Linked DNA regions of Mus musculus: all the other regions are linked to region 3. A link is a contact called in public promoter capture Hi-C data. All regions are on one chromosome and are shown on one strand. The core of a region is the stretch at or near the end of the contact, and the rest is flanking DNA. Distances in the headings are between cores, read along the strand shown.

What was found. Promoter capture Hi-C pulls out the DNA fragments that hold promoters and counts their contacts.
Region 1: a promoter capture Hi-C map of the 3T3-L1 cell line shows a contact between it and region 3, with 6 times the contacts expected there. The contact joins the promoter of Lmo7 here to the enhancer-like site in region 3. A contact is called at or near these places in 10 of 39 promoter capture datasets (the 3T3-L1 cell line, cranial neural crest, embryonic stem cells and 4 more).
Region 2: a contact with region 3 is called in a promoter capture Hi-C map of cranial neural crest, with 3 times the contacts expected there. The contact joins the promoter of Uchl3 here to the enhancer-like site in region 3. A contact is called at or near these places in 3 of 39 promoter capture datasets (the 3T3-L1 cell line, cranial neural crest and embryonic stem cells), 1 of 484 Hi-C or Micro-C datasets (myocytes), 1 of 115 datasets of contacts at active chromatin or transcription factors (large pre-B cells) and 1 of 9 other capture datasets (embryonic stem cells).

Annotation. Positions count from the first base shown.
Region 1 is chr14:101,728,583-101,731,318 of GRCm38.p6, forward strand. It overlaps Lmo7 (LIM domain only 7), which reads left to right and starts at 1,346. Exons shown (of 31, transcript NM_201529.2): 1 at 1,346-1,643. The coding sequence starts at 1,575. Gm9922 (predicted gene 9922) reads right to left here and starts at 1,146. Exons shown (of 2, transcript NR_168926.1): 1 at 930-1,146; 2 at 1-807.
Region 2 is chr14:101,652,705-101,655,517 of GRCm38.p6, forward strand. Uchl3 (ubiquitin carboxyl-terminal esterase L3 (ubiquitin thiolesterase)) reads left to right here and starts at 1,263. Exons shown (of 9, transcript NM_016723.2): 1 at 1,263-1,401; 2 at 1,504-1,515. The coding sequence starts at 1,360.
Region 3 is chr14:102,511,054-102,513,912 of GRCm38.p6, forward strand. No RefSeq gene overlaps it. Among named protein-coding and RNA genes, the nearest start is that of Gm41233, 58 kb to the right of the region's middle. Within about 2 kb of position 1,433, at least 14 of the 459 cell types and tissues checked have an H3K27ac peak or open chromatin away from gene starts, as enhancers often do.

The DNA of each region.
Region 1 (2,736 bases), core at 96-2,595, 780 kb before region 3:
AGACAAATCCAGAAGGCAACTTGTTTCTTTCAACACACGATGCCATTCCAAAAAAGGAAGAAGGGGCTTGAGGAGGAGGCCCTTCTAGGGTAAAAAATCCGCAATCAAACGGAATGCAGATTCTCTGATTGCCTCGAGGTCTAGGTAAGTCAGCTGCAAAGGACGCTTTGGCATCCTAGGGAAATCCGAGCCCGGTTGATTAGCAATTTTATTGGCTTTATTTAGTTACATGTGAAAATGGTCTATGATATTGCAGGATAGTGTTCGTTAAAGATGAACTGTATCCTGGGATATTTAGAGCTGAAATGTATCCTACTTTAAACCTCTCTATAGTGAGATAAGCCCAAGTGCTAATGATCATTAAACAGAAGCTAGGCTGTTTCCGTAGACAAGATTCTCTGCCATACGTTTGAAAATTTCTTTAATCACACACACACACACACACACACACAAAGAAAAAAAAGAAAAAAAAAAGAAAAGAAAAAAAGAATGAAATGTTGCGTCTCCTCCAGAAAAGAAGGGCTGATCTTATCTTCTTCCATAGGTCAAGTACCCTGGTTGGAGCCCAGAGAGTCCCCAGAGTTTCCTTGGAGAGATCGCGGGGCATTGGACCACCTGTGCACTTTGCTGGCCAGGCCCCGAGCACTTACTCAAACTCTCTGCTCACTCTGAATAACCAGTCACCTTTGCCACACCACGAAGGGTACAGGTTTTGATTCTCCGGGGGAGGGCGGGCCAATGTCCAGAACTGGGCCAAGCAGGCAGGAGAGGTGGGAGAAAAGCCAAGTTCCTTCGGTTCACCGTACCCTTGAGGCGAGAGGGGAAATGAAGCCACAGGTCTTCCCCACGGACCCACCTGCGATCGGGGGAGGAGCGACGCCAGCCCAGACTAGGGGACCAGCCGCCAGTGCCCAGGCCGGTACCCTCACCTGCGGCCGGAAGCCGGGGCAGTAGCGGGGACCGCGCAGCATCTGGGACCGGTCAGCGAGCTCCGTGGAGCCGGAGGGTAGTGGCGTGGAGGCCTGGTGGCTCCGCGTCCCCGCGGGGGAAGTTTCTTGGCCCGGAAAGGTGCAATTGTGTGCAGCTATTCCTGGTATGTCAGGCCGCAGGCAGAAGGGGCGCCGCCTCCCGAGAGAGCCCGGGACTGGGAAGGCGGGTAGAGGCGGGAAGGATGCCGGCTGGGGCGCATCTCCCCGCCCAGATAATTCTGACCAGAGAGGTGGCTGCAAGGACCCTGGCGAGGGGCAAGGACGGAAGCTGGGACCGGCCCGTAGGGGGTGGGCCGGGGCGGGGCTACTGTCGAGGGCGGTGACAGCGCTTGCGACTTTTGAAGTTCCCAGGAGTCCCGGCTCCTTCTGCACACCGCTTCCAGTTGCCTCTTCACCTCCTCCTGCTCCAGTCAGGCTGAACTTGAGCCGATTTCTAGAGTTTGGAGAAAGCAACTCCTGCAAATTCTTCTAGGTTCCTGAACTCAAACTGCACGTCGCTACAAAGGGCGGGGGACGCGTGGCGTGGGAGCTCTGGGTCCCGGCGCGCACCCACTGAGCTGCTCCTCTCCCTCTCTTGCCCTAGACATGGAAGGGATGGAGGACGCCGAGGCCGATTGCTCTGTTGCATTCGCAGAGGCTCAGAGATGGGTGGAGGTGAGTGTCTTTTCCAGTTCTTTACAGATGAATTTACACTTTCCGTGCCTGAGTCTTCTTGGGTTTCCCACCAATCTGAGCTTACGTCCGTCCGGTGACCTAGGCTGAGTAAAGAGGCAGTTTTGGGTACAGTGCAAAATTTCCCTCTCTAGTCTTCTGATGCCTAGCCCTCCTCAGACTTTCTTGCAGATCTCCCAGCGCTTGTCCACCAGGTTTGGGTATCGCACTTCCCAAAAAGCGGGGCACAGAGCTAGGCTGGGGACCTCGGGCGCATTTCTTCGGGATGCAGTTGCTTATCACGCACCTGGGTAGCCAGTGTATTCAGCACGGGGTGTGAGCCTAGAGAGTTGGGGGGCTGCCATCCTTCCCTCTCCCGCTCTCTTCCTCTCCAGTTGAGAAACTAAAATATCCTAAGCTCCTTTACAGACGGCTTGTTATTCTTCCAGCTGTGCCTCACAGACAAGATCTTCTGTTCCTTTTATTGTCACGAAGGAGAGATAGTCTCTACATGGTCGCCTTCGGACTAGCCTGTTTTATTCCGTTGCTGACCACCTAGGTGGGTTGTGCTTGTGAATGAACTCAAGGCACCCCACACCTGGGCTCTAGTACCGAGTTACAACTCTAGACTTATGAGGTGACTTTCCGGATGGGTCAAAAGAATCCTTCCCAAAGTGGGACTCAGAATAACTGATGGTTATAAAATTGTTGCCCACACCAACCCTGACGTCATTTTGGAGTTAGTGGTGCCACATGCTGTTTTATCCAACAGCTAGGGAATTTAATTCAGGGCCTGGGACATGCTAGATAAGAGCGGCTACTCCTGAATCACGCCTGCAGCCCCTCAATCTACCTAAAAATTCAAATTAGGCTACTAAGAATATAGGGGAAGCTAGTTCTTTAAAAGTCATTTTATTTTATGTTTTAAAGAAATACATGTAGGGTCCCACTAGCTTGAGGACCTGCTTTTGGGTCTCTAGCACCCGTGGAAAAAAGCCATTGCAACTCCAGGACAGGCAGGGCTGCTGAGGCAGAAGTATTCAGTGTGACTTAGCCAAAATGGTGGCTTCCAAGTATATACCCCAACCCCCATCGG
Region 2 (2,813 bases), core at 13-2,512, 860 kb before region 3:
GAGATCAGGCAACTGCAGCTAACCGATCATGAGCCCAGCATTGCCAGATTTACCAAGTCATGAGGTTGGACAGATATGGCATCAAGCCATCAGACAAATAGGGAGGAGTCAAGGGATTACAAGAGTCACCGGGTTATAAAAATAATAGCCAGAGCATGCGTGGGAGAGTTGGAAATTTCCCAAGAAGGACAAATTCAGCATAATAATATTTTTCTCACTTCTTAACTAACCTTTCCCTGAAATCCTTCTCTTCGATACAGAATAGTAATATATATCAGATCAAATTTCTGGAGTCCTGCCATGACTCTTGGTTCCTACATATCAAAAGGATTGCTCCTTGAAATATCTTCTGCTTCTCTGTCTTCATAAATGTTACCTTGTGTCAACTTTCCTGTTTTTGCATTTCCCCACATAACTGACAGATGGTATTTCTGCATACATGATTATTCCACTTCTCTCTCCTTTGTGACACTGAGATTGGGCCCAGGGCCTCAAGCATGCTAGACAAGTGCTCTACCATTTCTCAAATAGCCCTTGAGAAATCTCCTATGTACTAGCCATTGAGTTAAACCCTGAAAAACAAACAAACAAACAAACAAACAAACAAAATCATTACATTTGTCATCCTGAAATTTAGTGGGATGGCGAATGGATTTCAAAATGCTGTTTAAAGTCCTTCAGTTTGTACCAAACAGTACATTGCCTGATTTCCTCTTTGTAGTGGCTCCATATTGTTTCTCAAGCAGAACTGAGTATCTATCTACCTATCACCTATATCCACCATTTACCTATTACCTGTATCTCGGGCAGTGCAATAACAGATAAGGCCAACATATCATTCCAGTATCCTCACAAAGGAGCAGGAAGACCATGATTCCAAGGAGTCAACCCCTCTGGCTTGGCTGCCTTAAGGCTAGCAAACCGGTCCCACTCTCACAGAGTAGGAATCCATGACGCGCCCCCTAGAGCTTCTGGTTGGCATTGCAAGAAGGTGAGGTTGCCTGCGAGCACGCGGCCCGGTGGCGCATGCGTAGAACTCGGGAGCTCGCTCGGGGGAAGGGAGAGTCCAAGTGTGAGGGGAGTTCACCGTTGATCAAAGCTTCTTTTTCTCATGAACTAGGACATGGCTCAGGCTTATCAGTTTAATTTGCCTTTTAACTTCATTAGTAACTCCAGGGCTGAGTCTCCGTAGGGAGAGATCAAGCGTCTTGGGGGTCGTGGAAGTCCATTCGTTGGTTTCCCCCTCGGGGCGGCGTTTGGATGGTGCCGGCCGGAGCGCGCGGGGGCGGAAGCGGCGGCGGCGGCGGCTGCGGCGGTGGTGGCGGCTGTCAGAGCTGGAGAGCGGCCGGCGGAGCAGTCATGGAGGGTCAACGCTGGCTGCCGCTGGAGGCCAACCCTGAGGTGAGCGCGGCCGGGTTCCGCAGCCAGGGCCTGAGCGGGTCGGGAGGCCGGCGCCAGCCCGCATGCGCGCGTCGCTAAACCCTCTTCTGTGTCTCGTTTCAGGTCACCAACCAGGTGAGTGCGGTCGGTGCCTGTCACCCCGGACCCCGGAGTCCTTCCCGCCTTCCCCGCCAGCCTCCCCGCTGGCCTTCACCTCTGCATCCCCAAGGATCCAGGGATCTCATCCCGGGCGGGCAGGCGGCCCCAGGCTGCGGCTGTGGGCGGCTCCGCCCCTCTCGGGCCACCACCTGGCTCGGGGAGATGCCGGTGCAGCGAGCGTCCTCTGTCCCTCCGTCGGACCCCGCGTCGCCGGCGCTGCCTGGGGCACCCGGGGTCTGAGGTTTGGTAGCCCCTCGCCTGGTATCCCCACCCCGTGCCTTTCCCCATCTTGGTTCGTCTCCTTGCCGTTGCGGGTTCCATCCTGTTCCTTGACCCTGTCCCTTCTAAGGTGACTAATTTGCCAACACTTCCTGACTCCCGGCTTTGTAAACTTGCCCACCCAGTTCTGGTAATTCCATCCACCTCCTGTACAATGAAATCACCTTTCAGTCATCTCTTGCCCCATCGAGGTCCTTCTCTTCCCTGCCACGCCCCCTTTCTCTCCCCGTCTTTCGAAGGTGGACCTGGTCCTTGCCTCCTGTACCACACAAAGCCCGGTTTAATGGTTGTCCTGCAATGCGTAGCCACCTGCTACTCTTAAAAGGGAGTTTGTTTTGGATACTGAAGGTTGGGGCTTGGGATGCCTTTCAGACCCCAAATTAGGTGGTGGAATGCATATATATATATATATATATTTGCACAGATATGTATTAATTAGCCTTTTTTTCTGCTCTCAGATTTAGTTCACCTTTAACAGTTCTCTTAGTTTGTTATATAGTTTTCTTCCTTTTCTTCCATCTTTCTTCTCATAACCGAAGGATAAAGATCTATTATCAACGTTTAAAAATGCTTTTTTGAGACCAGACATCGTGGTACATGTCTGCCAGTATCAGCGTGTGGGAGGCTGAGGTAAAGAGGATTTTGAGTTCCAGCCCAGCCTGAATTGAAATGCTGCCTAAAAACCTGCTCCCTTCCTCCAATTATTATTATTATTATTGTTATTTTTAACGGTTTTTTTAAAAGCATTTTAGCAAATTCTTTGTATAAAACACACAGGCTTTATGTTAGAGGTGACATCCTTTGTCTTTTGGAATTTTTGAAAGTGTTTTCATTTATTTTGTTTCATTTATTGTTTCATTGATTTCGGGTGGAGGTCAGAGGACAACTTTCTAGATTCAGTTCTCTCAGTCCCTCAGGTGGGTCCTTGGGATTAAACACAGGTCTTCTGTATTTGCTGGTGGGAGGAGCCTTGACTCACTGGCCTGACTCCCTGT
Region 3 (2,859 bases), core at 183-2,682:
TGTGGGTGCTGCCTCTGCTTAGCCCAAATTAAACGCACTAAAGCCTGAAATCAGCCTCCAAACACTGACACCATTGCATACACTAGCAAGATTTTGCTGAAAGGACCCTGATATAGTTGTCTCTTGTGAGACTATGCCGGGGCCTAGCAAACACAGAAGTGGGTGCTCACAGTCAGCTAATGGATGGATCACAGGGCCCCCAATGGAGAGCTAGAGAAAGTACCCAAAGAGCTAAAGTGATCTGCAACCCTATAGGTGGAACAATAATATGAACTAACCAGTACCCCGGAGCTAGCTCTTGACTCTAGCTGCATATGTATCAAAAGATGACCTAGTCGGCCATCACTGGAAAGAGAGGCCCCTTGGTCTTGCAAACTTTATATGCCTCAGTACAGGGGAACGCCAGAGCCAAGTAGTGGGAGTGGGTTGGTAGGGGAGTGCGGGGTGGGGGGGAGCATGTGGGGGACTTTTGGAATAGCATTGGAAATGTAAATGAAGAAAATACCTAATTAAAAAGATAAATTATAAAAAAGAGGAAAATTTAGGACTGCTTTATAGGCTCTAGTATTTCCATTAAATATGTTTTCTCATTTATAATAATGTCCACGAAGAAAGAAGAGTTATATTTGAATCAAGTTTTTTGAAGCATTCCAGAAAATGGCCTCTAAATTGCCATGATCTACTTATGAAATTCAAAGACTATGACATATTTCTCAACTTATCTATTATTTCTTTGCCTTTGACTGAGCGTCCACTAAAGAACCATTTTGTTTCTGAGGGTTTCATTTAAAGAAACGTCTGGTAATAAGATCATGTTCACATTCTAGGAGGACATCTGTTTCCAATTCTGTTCCTGGAAGCCAGGCAGAATTCTGCACAACTCAGATCCATTTGACAGTTTCTCATCTTTGTTTCCACTGGCGAAATGGCCTTCTTAAATGTTCAACTTTTCCCAAATAAATTAATACCTATAATTTGTGTTCATGTCTAATCTAATGTTCCCAAGCTGGGATAATTTCTACTCAACGATTCCCCCACAGCTGTTGGGTAGTAAAGGTGTTCTGTGCATTGTTTTTTATGTGGCTGCATATCACGATCAATGCAGAAACCACATTTTAATGTATCTGAATCTGTCTTCTTCGGATGCTCATAAATTGGATATGTACTCAGGGCCAGGTGGGTGGGTTTTTTTTCACTGTAATAAACTGTTGTGAAATCTGAGGAGTTATGATGTACAACCTTGGGCTACAAGGGGGTGCTTTTGACACTCAAACGTCTCCAGGAGATGGAAAATTCAATTTATTTTATTGCCCTTTTTAAAAGTTCTAAAAGTTTGGGAGAATTAAAAACTGCTCTTCATACTTCTTAGAAGTCTTAAGATCTGTGACTAGTAGGAATTAAAATGTCTACACCTTGTATAACATACAGAGATAATAAAAATAATTGATTTGAGTTGAAGCCAGGAATAGGATGACTGGTACTAACACAGACAAGAACCAGGGAGTTTCTGATGGTCAGATGCTCACCATCAAGATCTTCTAGACACCAAATGGATGAGCTGTTATTCTTATCTTCTGAATGTTGCTAACATTTCATTTTCAAGCCTGAAGTTGTCTTTTTTTTTTTTAAAAAGATTTGGGGGGTTTTGTTTGCTTGTTCTTAATTATATGTATATATAAAGGAGAACAACATCATGCAGAGTTATGGGCAAAACACAGAAAAAGACATCAGATCTCCTGGGGATTCAGGCAGCTGTGAGTCACCAGATAGAGATGCTTGGAATCACATTTACGTCCTTTACAAGGGCAATAAAGGCTCTCAACCACTGGGCTATGTCTCTGGACTTCAAATTGTTATTCATCAGTAGCTAACTTTGTAAATCCTTCTGCTTAATATGTTCTGGCCTCTCATAGTTACTCTGGATCCAAGACGAGTCCTACTTTTACTGTCTTCGTGATAAATCTTTAAACACTTTCCATCCAATCTGAGAAACACATGGTTTGGGAACTATTCATTAACCTCTCAGTTACTGACTTTTATGTCTTGATCAGGCCATACTGGAAATGGCAACTACTCACTTTTATATTACCTTAATTAGTCTAATGAGCAATGTGGTGATGTACAATTGGTTTAATTTTTCAATCTCCAGCATGGAAACCGTGCCTGGGACATAACTAGTGATAAGCATTATCAATTGAATGACTGTTGATAGCATACCTTAAAGACAGTCAATTCTATCTACACATGAAATTAAATATTATTTCTAGAACCCTAGATTTTACTGTAATAAAGAAATGTGCCCTTGTTTGCTTTTATAATCTTAATTCTGGGAACAATTTTGGTTGTACAAATACTTGCCTTTATTTGTCAAACTCTAGCTAAAACAATTTTTTAATCTATGGTGGTTACACAAAAAAACTAACTTCCAGAGATAACACTAATTAAATAGAGTTCACCAATCTTTTTTCTCTCCTGCTCTTAAAAAAAAAGTAATATGTTTAATCTTGATTACTAGGCTCAGATCTATGTTCTCACTAGAATTAACTTTTAAAACTTACATCCCTAAATATAATGATTTATACACAGTAAATGTTCAAGTATTTATTAAGTATGTAAGTTAATTACACAGAATATACTGAATAAATTAGTTTCTTGCATCTAATGTAGGCCAATTTTGTGTTACTCTGCTAATTCCCTATTATGTAAAATCTCCCCAAGACCAAATGTTATAAATCTCTGTGCTATTCTCCAATATTATCTATTCACCAAAGTTCTTGACACACAGAAATCAGACTCTTACACTCAGGCCATACTTGGACATTCATCAAATTGAGCAATGACACAAAGACCATGAAAATA